2 separate regions of the Macaca mulatta genome follow, and region 2 is linked to region 1. The links are chromatin contacts, called in public Hi-C maps. All regions are on one chromosome and are shown on one strand. The core of a region is the stretch at or near the end of the contact, and the rest is flanking DNA. Distances in the headings are between cores, read along the strand shown.

The links. A called contact is a pair of places that touch in the nucleus more often than the background predicts.
Region 2: a contact with region 1 is called in a Hi-C map of CD4 T cells, with 4 times the contacts expected there. The contact joins the promoter of CD3G here to the promoter of CD3E in region 1. A contact is called at or near these places in 3 of 14 Hi-C or Micro-C datasets (CD4 T cells, blood and liver).

What each region holds. Positions count from the first base shown.
Region 1 is chr14:118,973,683-118,980,667 of T2T-MMU8v2.0, forward strand. It overlaps CD3E (CD3 epsilon subunit of T-cell receptor complex), which reads left to right and starts at 4,521. Exons shown (of 9, transcript XM_015115816.3): 1 at 4,521-4,718; 2 at 4,836-4,943. The coding sequence starts at 4,895.
Region 2 is chr14:119,013,583-119,020,567 of T2T-MMU8v2.0, forward strand. CD3G (CD3 gamma subunit of T-cell receptor complex) reads left to right here and starts at 3,841. Exons shown (of 7, transcript NM_001266925.2): 1 at 3,841-3,976. The coding sequence starts at 3,922. CD3D (CD3 delta subunit of T-cell receptor complex) reads right to left here and starts at 3,781. Exons shown (of 5, transcript XM_015115818.3): 1 at 2,072-3,781; 2 at 1-109. The coding sequence starts at 2,126.

The DNA.
Region 1 (6,985 bases), core at 3,271-5,770:
AGCTACTCGGGAGGCTGAGGCAGGAGAATGGCATAAACCCGGGAGGCGGAGCTTGCAGTGAGCTGAGATCCGGCCACTGCACGCCAGCCTGGACGACAGAGCCAGACTCCGTCTCAAAAAAAAAAAAAAAAAAATAGCTGGGCATGGTGGCACGTGCCTGTAGTCCCAGCTACTCGTGAGGCTGAGGCACAAGAATTGCTTGAGCACTGGAAGCATAGGTTGCAATGAGCCAAGATGGTGCCACAGCACTCCAGCCTGGGCAACAGAGTGACACTCCGTTTCAAAAAAAAAAAAAGAAAGAAAAGAAAAAGAAAGAGTAGTAAAGGGAAATCCTCTCAAAGGGCAGAGCTTCTGCCACTGTACATGTTCATTCACTTTATGTGGAAAGAGAACTGGCCTAATATCAGAATATATAGATATCCATGAGCAGGGGTGAGTGGCTTGATTTATTGATCAGGGGCCTGGAACAAGTAAGAGTAGAAGATTGGGGACAGAAAGTCTGGGGAAGAGGCATGTGTATGGACCCATGGGAGTCGTTACCAGGTGTAAAGATCTTTGTGTCGCAGTGAACACCAAGCAGAGAACATCCGTCGTGGAAGAGGCACCACAACACAAAGTAGAAGAAAATGACTTGGCCAGTTAAAGTCAGCTAGCCTCTGTCCATGGCCATCCCAGCACTCAAACAGTGGGGTTATGAATGTAGTAGCTATGGTGGCAATGGTAAATGCTAGACCTGGGCACAACAGTGTGGGCTCCCACTCACAAAGCTTGATCCAGCTACTGCCACTGCCAAAACAGAGTTCAGTGCTGAGCCTCCAATTTAGCATCATCATTGAAGGAAACCAACCAGTCATTTCTTGGCAAGTGGATTACATTGGACCCTTCTCAAACCAAAATCTGGAAAGGGCTCAATTCGTTGACAGGACAGATCAATTCATTTGACATATTCTGGGTATGAGTTTGATTCTCTTGCCCGCATTGCCTGAGCTAGCCGTACTATCCAAGAGTTCACATACTGTCTGACCCGTCAGCATTGGATCTTCCATAGCATCACGACAGACCACGGGACCCACTTTAAAGCAAAGACGTGTCAGTGGACATAAGACCATGGGATCCACTGGCCCTATCATATACCACACCACCCAGAAGCTGCCAGCCTGATGAATCTGTGGAATAGTCTTTGGAAGACATAGATAAGGTATCAACTTAGAGATAACACCCTGCTAGCATTGGGCACTATCCTTCAGGACGTGTGATATACATATTAAGCCAATGACTGTTACATGATACTATGTCTCCAAAAGGTAAAATGCATGTGTCCAAGAGCTAAAGGTTAGAAGTAGGAATATTCATGCTTACCATTACTTCCAGTGACCCACTTAGGAAATTTGTGCTTCCTGTCCCGCTAACACTAGGCTCTGAGTTTCCAGGGGCCATGGTTTCCAGAGGCAGAACACTTTCACCACAGCACCCACTAAACTTTAAGCTACACCACTGCCAAGAGACCAGCATGCAAAAAAAAAAAAAAAAAAAAAAGATCTGCTCCCCCAGCAGAGTGAATCTCTCCATATCTGATGATAAGGAGGAGGCAGGGCTGCAGAGACAACTCAGATAGAATCCAAGGGATCCCCTGGGGCATCTTTTAGTGCAATTTTGATGGTAAATGGGCAAGTGCAGCAGACACAGCCTGAAAAGACCACACGGCCAGGGGCTCACACTCCTCAAGCTGTGTCTTCCCTGAGGTCAGCAGAGGTGCTAGCTGAGGCTAGGAGCAATCCAGAATAGGGAACAAGGGTTACCTATCAGATGTGCCCTGGGACAACTGTGCTAATGGGGCTGTAATTTGTCCTGTTAGGAAACTTTCCTTTTTAAAGCTTCTCCAAGAAAACAGATAACCAGAATCCTGAAAAGGCTGTTTAAGGATGGGATGGAATTATTATATGAAGCGAATGGATCCAAGCAGTGCAAGGGTTAAACTGCATGGATACTGTGGCTGCACCCAGGTCACTACCCCAGGGCTGCTTCCTCCCCCAGCTGCTGGGATTCTTGTACTCAAGGACTCACAGTTGAGGTCTTTCAAAGGCATTGCCCTCAGCAAAAGCAGCTGCCTCACCCAACTTCACAGAGCCTCAATTCATAATACCTAAATACCAGTTCAGGTATTTTTCATGGCCGCTTTGCTCAATTCAGGATAACTTGGGAAGGTGATCCCAGGCTGAGAACTCCCCATGGCTCTGGCTGAGGCTCCTGATATGTCTCATCGCAGTTCACGTCTCTCTGCCAGATGCGACCCCTCTCTCCCTTACAGATAATGCTCCTGTGCTTCCTCAGAGAGCCACCTGCACAAATCTCCATCGTTGTTTCCGAGAGAACCCGATGGATAGCAATGCACATTTACAGACACGAAGGTAACCACCAGAAAAAAAAAGAAGCTGAAAAACTTAAAAGTTGTTTTCCCTAGGGAGAAGTGTAGGGGTGAAGTAAGGTAGAACGGGGGACTATTGTTATACAGCCCTTCTATATGCATTGTTTTTAACATGCACGTATTACTTCCATCATAAAACTTTTTTCGTTTTGGCCAGGCGTGGTGGCTCATGCCTGTAATCCCAGCAATTTGGGAGGCCAAGATGGGCAGATCGCTTGAGCTCAGGAGTTCGAAATCAGCCTGGGCAACATGGTGAAACTCTGTCTCTACCAAAAATACACAAATTAGTTGGGCATGGAGGTGGGCACCTGCAATTCCAGTTACCTGGGAGGATAAGACAGGAGGATCGCTCGAGCCCGGGAGGGGGAGGTTGCAGTGAGCCAAAATCGCATGATTGCATTCCAGCCTGAGCAACAGAGTGAGACTTCATCTAAAAAAAAAAACTTTTTCCATTTGAATATTATAACAATTTGATACTGTCACTATTTGAATACTTCCTACAGCCCTAAGAAAATCCTTAAGAACCCCTAACATAGCTTGCAAATCCCTTCCCATCTGGCCCCTGCTGAGTTTCCTATCTCTCTCTCTTTTTTTTTTTTATTTACAGGGTCTCACTTTATCGCCTAGGCTGGAGCGTAGTGGCATAATCATAGCTGACTGCAGCCTCAACCTCCTGAGCTCAAGTGATCCTCTCACTTCAGCCTCCCGAGTAAGCGGGACTACAGGTGAGCACCATCACACCTGGCTAATTTTTGGGGTTTTTTGTTTTTTGTTTTTTTTTTGTAGAGATAGGGTTTCACTATGTTGCTCAGGCTGGTCTTGAACTCCTGGCCTCAAGCAATCTGCCTGCTTTGGCCTCCCAAAGTACCACATCTGGTGAATTTCCTGTATCATTTCTTACGTTCCTCTTTCTCCCTGTTACCTGCTGTTCTGGACTTTCCATTTCTCTTCCTCATCTCTGGGTTTCAAACATGCTGCTCCCTCTGTCTGGAACGCTTTCCACTCCACCTGGTTCATTGCTGTTCCTCCATCAACTTCAGCTTCAATGTCACCTGCTCAGGGGGACCTTCTCTTCCCCACCCCACCCCAGACTATCTTAGTTCCCTTCTATCACTCCCACAGCACCTGAACGTCTTCTTTCTTAGCATCAATCTCCTGAAGTTATCTGGGGGTTTTTTTAGAGCTGGAGTCTCATTATGTTGTGCACACTCACTAGGCTGGAGTGCAGTGTCTATTCACAGGCAAAATCACACTCACTACAGTCTCGAACCCCTGGGCTCAAGCAATCCTCCTGCCTCAGCCTCCTGAGTAGCTGGAAGTACAGGTGTACACCATCATGCGGGGCATGGTTATTGCTTGTGAAGTTATCTGTTTAATCTCCACATTGCCTTTTTTATCCAAGAGGACTATTTATCTTGTTACTCCTGTATTACTAGCACCCAGCATATAACTACAGTACAGTAGACAGAAAATGTGCATTAAGTAAGTGAATTTCATCAAAATGATTTCTAGAGTCCCAGCTCTGTAATCTGCAACTTAGATAACCTGCCTGAGCCTTAGTTTACTCAAGTATAAAATGGAAATAAAAATAAAAATAATACTTAACTTCGAGGGTTCTTTTAAGGATTAAATATGTCAGAAAAGCTCTTAGAAGAGTGCTTGGATATAGTAAGCATTTGATTGACACACACGTAAGCATAAAGAAAAGTTACATCAATTCACACTCATACCAGCAGACTTTGACACTATCACTCCCTGTTCAACATCGAGTCTTGTGTTTTTAAATATTTTTGTAAAATTATAGGCAAAAAAATGGCATCTTACAGATTTAAGTCAACATGTATTTTCAAGCCAAGAAGTTTTATTTATAAGATGGCTGCACCCTGCTGCTCCGTGCCAGATCCACCATAAAGAAAGCAAATGTTCAGTGCATCTCCCTCCTCCTGTCAGAGCCTATAGGGGAAGGAGGACCCCACAATGTGGAGGCATATTGTATTACCATTACTTTTAATGGCAAAAACTGCAATTACTTTTGTGCCAACCTACTACATGGTCTGGACAGCTAAATGTCATGTATTTTTCATGGCCCCTCCAGGTTTTGTCAGAGTCCTCTTGTTTGACCTTCTAGGAAGGCTGTGGGACCCAGCTTTCTTCAACCAATCCAGGTGGAGGCCTCTGCCTTGAACGTTTCCAAGTGAGGTAAAACCCGCAGGCCCAGAGGCCCCTCTACTTCCTGTGTGGGGTTCAGAAACCCTCCTCCCCTCCCAGCCTCAGGTGCCTGCTTCAGAAAATGGTGAGTCTCTCTCTTATAAAGCCCTCCTTTTTCATCCTAGCATTGGGAACAATGGCCCCAGGGTCCTTATCTCTAGCAGATATTTTGAAAACGTCATCTGTTTTGCTTTTTTTCCAGAAGTAGTAAGTTTGCTGGCCTCCGCCATCTTAGTAAAGTAACCGTCCCATGAAAGAAAGATGCAGTCGGGCACTCGCTGGAGAGTTCTGGGCCTCTGCCTCTTATCAAGTGAGTAGGGTGGAGTGGAAAGGGTGGTGTGTCTCCAGACCACTGGAAGGCTTACAGCCTTACCTGGCACTGCTCAGTGGCACCAAGGAGCCTCGTTTACTAGATGTAAGGAACTGTTGGTGCTATGTTAGGGTGGGGGATTAGAGCTAGGGACTAAAGAAAAAGATAGGCCACGGGTGCCTGGGAGAGCGTTCCGGGAGCAGGCAAAGAAGAGCAGTTGGGGTGATCATAGCTATTGCAAGCAGAGAGGTCTCACTACCTCTAAGAACGAGCTCATTCCAACTTACCCAGCTCTCCAGAACTAACCCAAAAGAGACTAGAAGAGCGAAGCTCCACTCCTTGTTTTGGGGAGACCCGATAGTTGCACCCAAACTCTGCACAGGGCATATATAGCAAGTTCATTGTCTTTGAGACCATAAAATGCCTCGTAATTTTTAGTCCTTTTCAAGTAACCGACAGCTTTCAGTTTATTTAGTTTTTTTGAAGCAAGATGGATTATGAATTGATATATAACCAAGAGCATTTATATATCTCATATGAAATAAATAATACAAAAAAAGTTGCCATTTATTGAGTGTCAGATGCTATGTAAAGAAAAAATTATTTAGACATGTTAACTGGTTTAATCCTACTTCCACCTGGGAAGGAAGGTGTTATATCCTCTTTTTAAAATTGTTTTTAACTTTTACTATATAAACTGATAAGCCCTCTACTTTACAGATTAAGAAATTGATACTCAAAAAAGTTAAATAACTTGTTTTAAAGAACATAGTAAGTGCTGAAGCCGATCTGTGAGACCAGGACTGTTTGTGCTCTAAATGGCTGCACCACATGAGGCAAAATGGCTCGTGATGGTTTTATTTCAAAGACCTAGAAAACACTATCACAGCTGGTGCCCCCATCTCAGAGCCACAGCCATGATGTCTCCACTTCCTGCTTCATCTTAGGTTTCTCACGTCTTGAATGTGCACACAAATCACCTGGGGATCTTGTTAAAAATGCAGCTTCTGTTTCAAAAGACCCGGACTGGAGACTGAGATTCCACATGTCTAGTACGCTCTCAAGTTTATTAATCTGCTACTGGTCCTAGGAACACATTGAGTAGCAAGTGGCAGGATGTGACTCCTGTAGGGAGTGGCCAGGCATATTCTTAGAGATCTGTGTTATAAAGTATGCTTTTCCTTAAAAATAGAAGGAGAAGGAGGAGGGCCAGGTGCAGTGGCTCACGCCTGTAATCCCAGCATTTTGGGAGACCAAAGTGGGAAGATCACTTGAGCTCAGGAGTTCAAGACTAGCCTGGGCAACAGAGTGAAACCCCATCTCTACAAAAAATTAAAAATTAGCCAGGCGTGGTAGCACACGCCTATAGTCCCACTACTTGGGAGGCTGAGGTAGAAGGATCACTTGAGCCCAGGAGGTCAAGGCTTCAGTGAGCCATGATCAAGCCACTGCACTCCAGCCTGGAGTGTCTCAAAAAATATATATAAATAAACAAATAAATAAATAAATAGAAAATAAAAGAGAGAGTATCAAAGACCCAATCACCCCTAGACGTCTGGCATCATAGGAATGTGTCCAGTCTTCTCTGGGGATAGGAAAGTGGGGATCCTATCTCCCCCCGTGTAGAGGTTTCAGTAAAAGAAAGGCCTAGGTGTGCAGAAAGCTTTCAGGCAATGCCAGGGAAACTGATCATTGTAATGAATCCAGGGTATTGCTGAGTGAGGGCATCCTGGAGGGCCCGGTGGAAATGTGGTCAGGCTCTTCAACGCACAGGCCCTAGATGATGAGTAATCAGGGTTTCAAATATTTCCATCTCTGTCTCAAGCAGAAAACAAATGGAAAAACTGAACCACCAGAAAAGCAGAGCCAGAGATGGAACAAGAATCCCAGTGTTTGTACCCAACCAAGAGTGTGTTTTTCTTCCACAGAGACCAATGTTCAAAATGGAGGCTTGAGGGCAAAATTCTTTTGCTATATCTCTAGTCATCCAAAAATATGGTCCTAACTTTTTCTGACTCCCACTTGTCAGAAATTGTGGACTC
Region 2 (6,985 bases), core at 2,591-5,090, 39 kb after region 1:
TTATTTGTGAGCAGTGTTCCCATCGTTCCCTCTACCCATGTGACGCTGGTATTGCATTTCACAAACACTCTGTCCTCAAGTTCCTCTACAGGTATCTTGAAGGGGCTCACTAAAGGGGAAAAAATATCACAATTGGAGACAGTTCTTTGGTCTGCACCAAGCCCTTTGTTCTGCGGAAGCTCATACTTAACAGAGACCATTTTCTTGGTCCAGGACGGTTTATGGTTTCTATCAAGAGAGACAGAAGTCACAAGAAAAAGCCTTCAGAAAGTTTCCCACCAACTGCATGGGTCAAGGGGGACATGAGGATGCCATTCAAGCAGAGGACAGGTCTTGGGGCCTTGGTGCAAAAGAGGACCCCTCAGAGCAGGATTGACCCAAGCACTTTCCTGGAAATGAATCCAGACCGCTGATGAGGAGTAGGGGGAGCATGGACCACTGAAGCACCCGGAAGATATGGAAAGACAGAAGAACATTCCTTGGTTGGAAATGTCTGCATTTTTTCTTCAAGAAAACATCTAATACTACTTTCCAGCCGTCTACAACACTCCCACTTCAGCTTCTTGTTCTCATCGTTCCTCACTGCCCCTGCTCCATTAACAACCAAGAAAGTGGGGCTCTCAATACTGAAGCCTTTCCCAGGGTCAGGGGATGGCTGTGGATGGAGACCAGCTGGTTTGCCAGTTCCTGAATTACCAGCTCAGTGGTCCAGAAGGGGACCAGGGCAAATCCCAGGTACAGTTTTCCACCCTTGGTTAGAAGGAGGAGAACAGGAAAAAAAAATTCTTGAATCCATCCCTAGAGCTCCTCACAAGTCAAGTCTTGTGGGAGACTTTTAGGACTGGAGGTGGGTGCAGCAACATTCCAGATGCAGTGAGTTCCTTTGAAAGTCTGAGCACATCTCCACAGGCCACAGAGGCACTACAGTCTATGCCTCCAAACACAGGGAAAAGTGGAGTCTACATTCATTCTTCCTGGGCTTCACACTCAGTCACAAATTTGGATACAAGAGCATCTTCTAGAAAACCCTGAAATAGCTGCTGCTCACACTTCTGAAGCAGGTTGGAAGTGTATGCATGTATACTCAGGGAGACACAAGCACATCAAATGTTTCACATCCTACAGTCACGTCCTCTTCAGGGATCTGTCTCCAGTGGAAATCCTGAGTGTCCTAGTGCAGTCGACTATCAGGTGACCATTGGACCCAGTTTGCTTAGCATTGAAGGGGTTTCTGGGACATGGGACTTTCCATTTTAAAGCTGAAATTGGCAAACTGAGATGAGTTAAAATCCTCCCATGTAACAACCCCTCAAATCTTCCCTCCCTCCTGCTCAACCTAAAGTTAACTTCTCTTTTAAAGCAGTCCCATGAGTGCTAGGACATGCCTCCAGGGGTGACATAATCATGGCCAAACAAACAAGAGTCCTGATTCCAGAGGCCATCAGCCCTAAAAGGAGTAGTGCAGGAAGTTGTGCTCCCATGGCCAGTCCCAGATTCAGGTACATACATACTGAGCTATTTCCTACAGATCTCTGGCCTAAGGCCTTCTGAGAGACATTCTAGGCCCACATGCACCCGTGGCTGGAGTCAGTCAAAGCCAAGAGCCTGTTTCCCAGACTCTATGCTACATCCTGGCCCTGCCCTCCTGACACCCTGGGGTGCCTGGTAAATTGAAGCTAGCACCGAGAAGCACTTTTTTTTTTTTTTGAGATAAGGTCTCATGGGGTTGCCCAAGTTGGAGGGCAGTGGCATGATCACATCTCACTGAAGCCTTGAAATCCCAGACTCAATTGACCCTCCTGCCTCAGCCTCTCAAGTAGCTGGGACTACAGCTGTGCACCACCACGCCTGGCTCATTCTTTTGTTTTTTGTAAAGGTAGAGTCTCATCGTGTTGCTCAGACTGGTCTCAAACTCCTGGCCTCAAGGGATCCTCCCACTTCAGCCTCCCAAAGCTCTGGGATTACTGGTGTGAGCCACCGTGCCTGGCAAGAAGCACTTTCAAGTGGGCCTCACTCCCAACAGTAATGTCCCTCTCAGGTCCCTTCCCCCACCCACCTGGAGTAGCTTTACCTTGGGAGAGAAGGGTAGCCAGTACCAGTCCAGACAGAAACGTGCTATGTTCCATCTCCCAGCGGAACTCATCCAGTAGATAAAGCCAGGTCACCGAACTATCAGCCTGGGTGAGAGCTGCCCTCCCCCAGCTGACTCACAGGTACCGGAAAGAGGAGAGTGGGGGAGGAACTAGAAGATGTCTGCTTCTCTGCTTTCTACCGTTGATGATGGGAAATTGTCAGGGTGGGGGTGGGCTAGCGGTAGGGTAGGAAGGAAGCAGGTGTAAATTGCTCTATCTCTGAGCAGGGAGCTGGTAGAGAACATGGAAAAGGTGGCATGAACTTTAGCGTCCCTATTGACAATGCAACTACATTTACGCACCACCTAAAAACCTCCACATCTCGAAGCCCCTTGAGAGAAGCCAACAGCCCCATAGCGCAAGCCATAGCAGCTGTACTTCTCATGAAGGTTGATCTTTCTCAGGACCCTTCACTAGGCAGCCAGGGACCAGCTCTAGCAGCTTCTTGTCACTGGGAGGCTGGGCTTTAGGGACCCCAGCCAGAGATTTGAATCCTGGGTCCAATACTGCCTACCTGTGGGGCCTGGGCCAGCCTTGAAATTTTTCAGTCTTATTCCATTAGCACCATTATCAGGATTCAAACAAGATGTTTGCACGGTGCCTCACACATCATATGTGCTCAATAAGGGGTAGTTATTAATAATAATATAGTTGACTCACAGGCAATATTGAACCTCCCGGGGAGACAAATGGACCTTTTTCCCCTGTGGCCTACAAGGATCTGAAACTCTCCACACTGCTGCAGTTAGACTGTCACTTACCTGGGAACAGAGTCATGCCTGTCTTTCTCACTGCTGTATCTTGTGCCTGGCACATAATGGGAGCTCTGCACATTTTTGTCGGCTCACTGACTGACTAGCTGAGGGAGACAGGGGCCTGAGATCCTAGACATTCAGTCTGGGCTCTGGCCCCTGAAAATGTGCTGGCCTGTCCTCAGAACTGTTCCACCTATTCCCTTCCAGGCGCCTATTTCATGATCTCAAAAGAACGGTGAAGCCAGGTGCCGTGTCTCACGCCTATAATCCCAACACTTTGGGAGGCTGAGGCAGGCGGATCACAAGGTCAGGAGTTTGAGACCAGCCTGACCAACATGGTGAAACCCCGTCTCTACTAAAAATACAACAATTTGGTGGCGCACGCCTGTAGTCCCAGCTACTCAGGAGGCTGAGGCAGCAGAATCGCTTGAACCCAGGAGGCGGAGGTTGCAGTGAGCTGAGACAGTGCCACTGCACTCCAGCCTGGGCAACAAAGTGAGGCTCTGTCTTAAAAAAGAAAAAAAAAAAAAAAGTGAAAAAAATTCCCGAATGAAGGCCTGGACTGAAGTGGCTTTCCATTCGGAGGTCTGGCCCCAAGCAGCTGAGAGTTCCTCCAAATTCATTACCTACAGCAATAACAACTAACAACGAGTAACAACTGGCTGCAATCCTAACAACTAATGACAGGGACATTTATCCCCCTCATGAAGAAATGGTCCCAGTACCGTCTCCCACCCAGCATCCGTTGCAGTTCCCTGTGCAAGATGAGTCTCTGAGTGGGAATCCAGCACTCTCTCCCTCTCCTTCCCCACCACCTCCACCCTCCTTAACGGAAAAATAAAAGGCGTCTGCACCTGCAGCCCTGCTGAGGCCCCTGCTACCCACACTTGCAGCAGAGGGTGGAGGCTCTGGGTTCTTGCCTTCTCTCAAGGGCTCCAGCCCGAACGGGGATGGGCGGAGCCAGTCTAGCTGCTGCACAGGCTGGCTGGCTGCTAAGGGCTGCTCTGTGCTTTTGCCAGAGGACAGAGACTGACATGGAACAGGGGAAGGGCCTGACTGGCTTCATCCTGGCTATCATTCTTCTTCAAGGTAAGGGCCTACTAGGGGTCTGGCAGCCTGGGGAAGGGCTCAAGGGAAGAGCCCATCACTAGTGAGACAGGAATATTGGGATCCCTAACCTTGAGCCTACCTCTGCTGTCACCTTAGAGTTCAAAGAAGGGCAAAATGGAGCCTCTTAACTGTTCTCTGCTAGAGAGAAACAGTGTCCCGTGGAGGAGAAGGAATCCTTGTCTCTGAAAAATGCAAACAGAGTACTTCACTGGCTAAAGAGAGGACCCTGTTACCGCCATCTTAGATTTGAACGCAGCCCAAAAGGGCATAGGCCAGGAAACTAAAAGGAAAAAGTATATGTTCCCTACTTCAGAGCTGGGGGTTAGCAGTCGACCTATGAAACGTCCATTCACTCAGTTGGGCAGTTAGCCAACTGGTCAACAAAGATGGGTGAGATCCTAATATGTGATATGCCATGAGGAAATAAAAATGAATAAAACACTTATGCTCTACAGAACTCACAGTCTCATTGGAGAGATTAGTTTTCATGATGCCAGACTGAGTGTATGGTACAGCATAGGTGCCTGCATGAATACTCCGTTGGAAATATCCAACAGGAAGTGAATGAACTGGGTTGATGCCTGGAGTCTGGACATACTGGGAAAGTTAAAACCATGGAATTTGCTGAAGTCACATAATACTATATGAGGAAGATGGGGCTGAAGATGGAACAGTGCGGGCACCAATTTTAAGTGGCAGTTAGAGAAAAAAAATTCCAGGAAAGAGATAAAAGGCGAATCAAAGAGCTGAAATAATCAAATGTATGCACTACCTTGGAAACCAAGGGAGTAGAGAGCTTCTAGAAGGAGAGAATTACCAAGAGTATAAAATGTTAAAGAGAGCCCACTAATATAAGACTATATTTAAAAGTTTAAGTCTGTGGGATGTGGCAGAATATGCACCATGGGTGATTTAGCACAGTTTCAGTGGGGTATTGAGAGTGGAAGCCAAGTGAAAATTGGTAGAAGGTGAAGGTCAGGTGATGAGGTCAGCAAGTGTAGACTATTCTTTAAAGAAATTTGGATGAGGAGGGAGAATAGACTGGGTGGTAGGTCGAGGAGGAAGTAGAGTCTAAGAATAAATGTTTCTGAGGGTGAGAGAAACTTGAGCACATTTCTAAGCTAAAGGAGAAGATGATGAGTAGAGCAGGGTCCTGGAGTTGATGGTGGAAAGACAGAGTCAAGAGTGGGGTCAAGAGCACAGAAGGGAAGGCAACGTTACCCTCTAAGACCGGAAGAAAGGAAGTGCAAACGGTGCTGGCCACAGATAGGTTTATAAAGGGAAAGGAAGCTAAAGGAGAAAGGACAATAACAGCTTCCATGTTCTAAAAAAATCCAGGTGGGAGGCAATGCCACCTGCAGAAACTGAGCTGGGTGATGGCCGGTTGGGAGACTTGAAGAGGACAGTGAGAGTTTAGAATAGAATTATTTCTGAGAGAAATGGGAGGAAAAGTCAGCTAAAGACAACACAGGTTGAGGAGCAACTCTCAAGCCTAGGTGAGGTGGCTGCATATCGTGGAAAGAGCATTGAGTTGAGCAGTAGAAAACCTGAGCTCTGGATCCAGCTTGGGCACATAATGAGCTATGTGTACTTGAACAACTCCTCCACTGTCTGGGAGTTCTCATGTCAGCCAATCCAGAAATGTGGCAGGGATGGGCGTGGTGGCTCACGCCTGTAATCCCAGCACTTTGGGAGGTCGAGGCGGGTGGATCACCTGAGGTCAGGAGCTCGAGACCATCCTGGTCAACATGGTAAAACCCCATCTCTACTAAAAATATTTTTTAAATTAGCTGGGCGTGGTGGTGAGTGCCTGTAATCCCAGCTACTCAGGAGGCTGAGGCAGGAGAATTGCTTGAACCCAGGAGATGGAGGTTGCAGTGATCCAACACGGTGCCCACTGCACTCCAGCTTCTGCGACAGAGTGAGACTCCGTCTCAAAAAAAAAACAAAAAAACAAACAAACACAAAAAAAAGAAATGTGGCTACATGACGTCTTAAGTCCTAAAAGGAAACCTCACTCAGATATGCAACATTAAAAGATGTCAATGGGCCAGGCACAGTGGCTCAAGGCTACAATCCCAACACTTTGGGAGGCCAGGGAGGGAGGATCATTTGAGCCCAGGAGTTTAAGACCAACCTGGGCAAAATAGGGATACCCTGTGTCTACAAAAACTACAAAAATTAGCCAGGCATGGTGGCATGCACTTATGCCAGCTACTTGGGAAGCTGAAGTGGGAGGATTGCTTGAGCCCAGGAGGTCGAGGCTGCAGTGAGTCATGATCGCACCACTGCACTTCAGCCTGAGTGACAGAGAAAGAAAAAAAAAAAAAGATGTCTCGAAAAAAAATTTTAAAAACTATGTCAACGATCAGTGCAATCTCCTTTCCTGAATCCAATTTAGAATGAGGGGTCTCTGTTTTCTCTCAGTCTTCTGACCAGGTGGTCAGGAGAATAACTAGTTAGAAACTTATTTATCTGTTTGTCTTGCTTTTTCTCCCATTTGCTCATTTATTCATTTGCACATTCATTCAACAAATAAAGTTCCTACCATGTTCCAGACACTGCACTGGATACTGTTCAAAGATAATCCAGCTCTGCATGAGGTTCTAAGACGGTTCACTTCTTTTATTTCCATTATACTTTGACTCATGACCACCTCTCCCTATCACACACACTCCACCTCTAGCCACACTACCTCTCTTGTCCTTTTTCAAAGCTGTATCTTATTCAGCTATTCTTTCTACTCAGAATGTCTTTCTCTGTCTGGTACATTCCTGCTTACTCTTCAGGGCCCAGACAAATGTCATTTCCTCTATTAAGCTTTCCCTGACCCTCACCCTTGGTCAAAATTAATAGCTTCTACCCTTTTTTCATATGCAGTCATATAAGCACTAAAAGATAATGTATATGTTCTATTAAATTAATTGCATATATGTTTTAATTTTTTCACTTTGTCATAAACTTTGGAAGCAGCAGTTGATTCTTCAT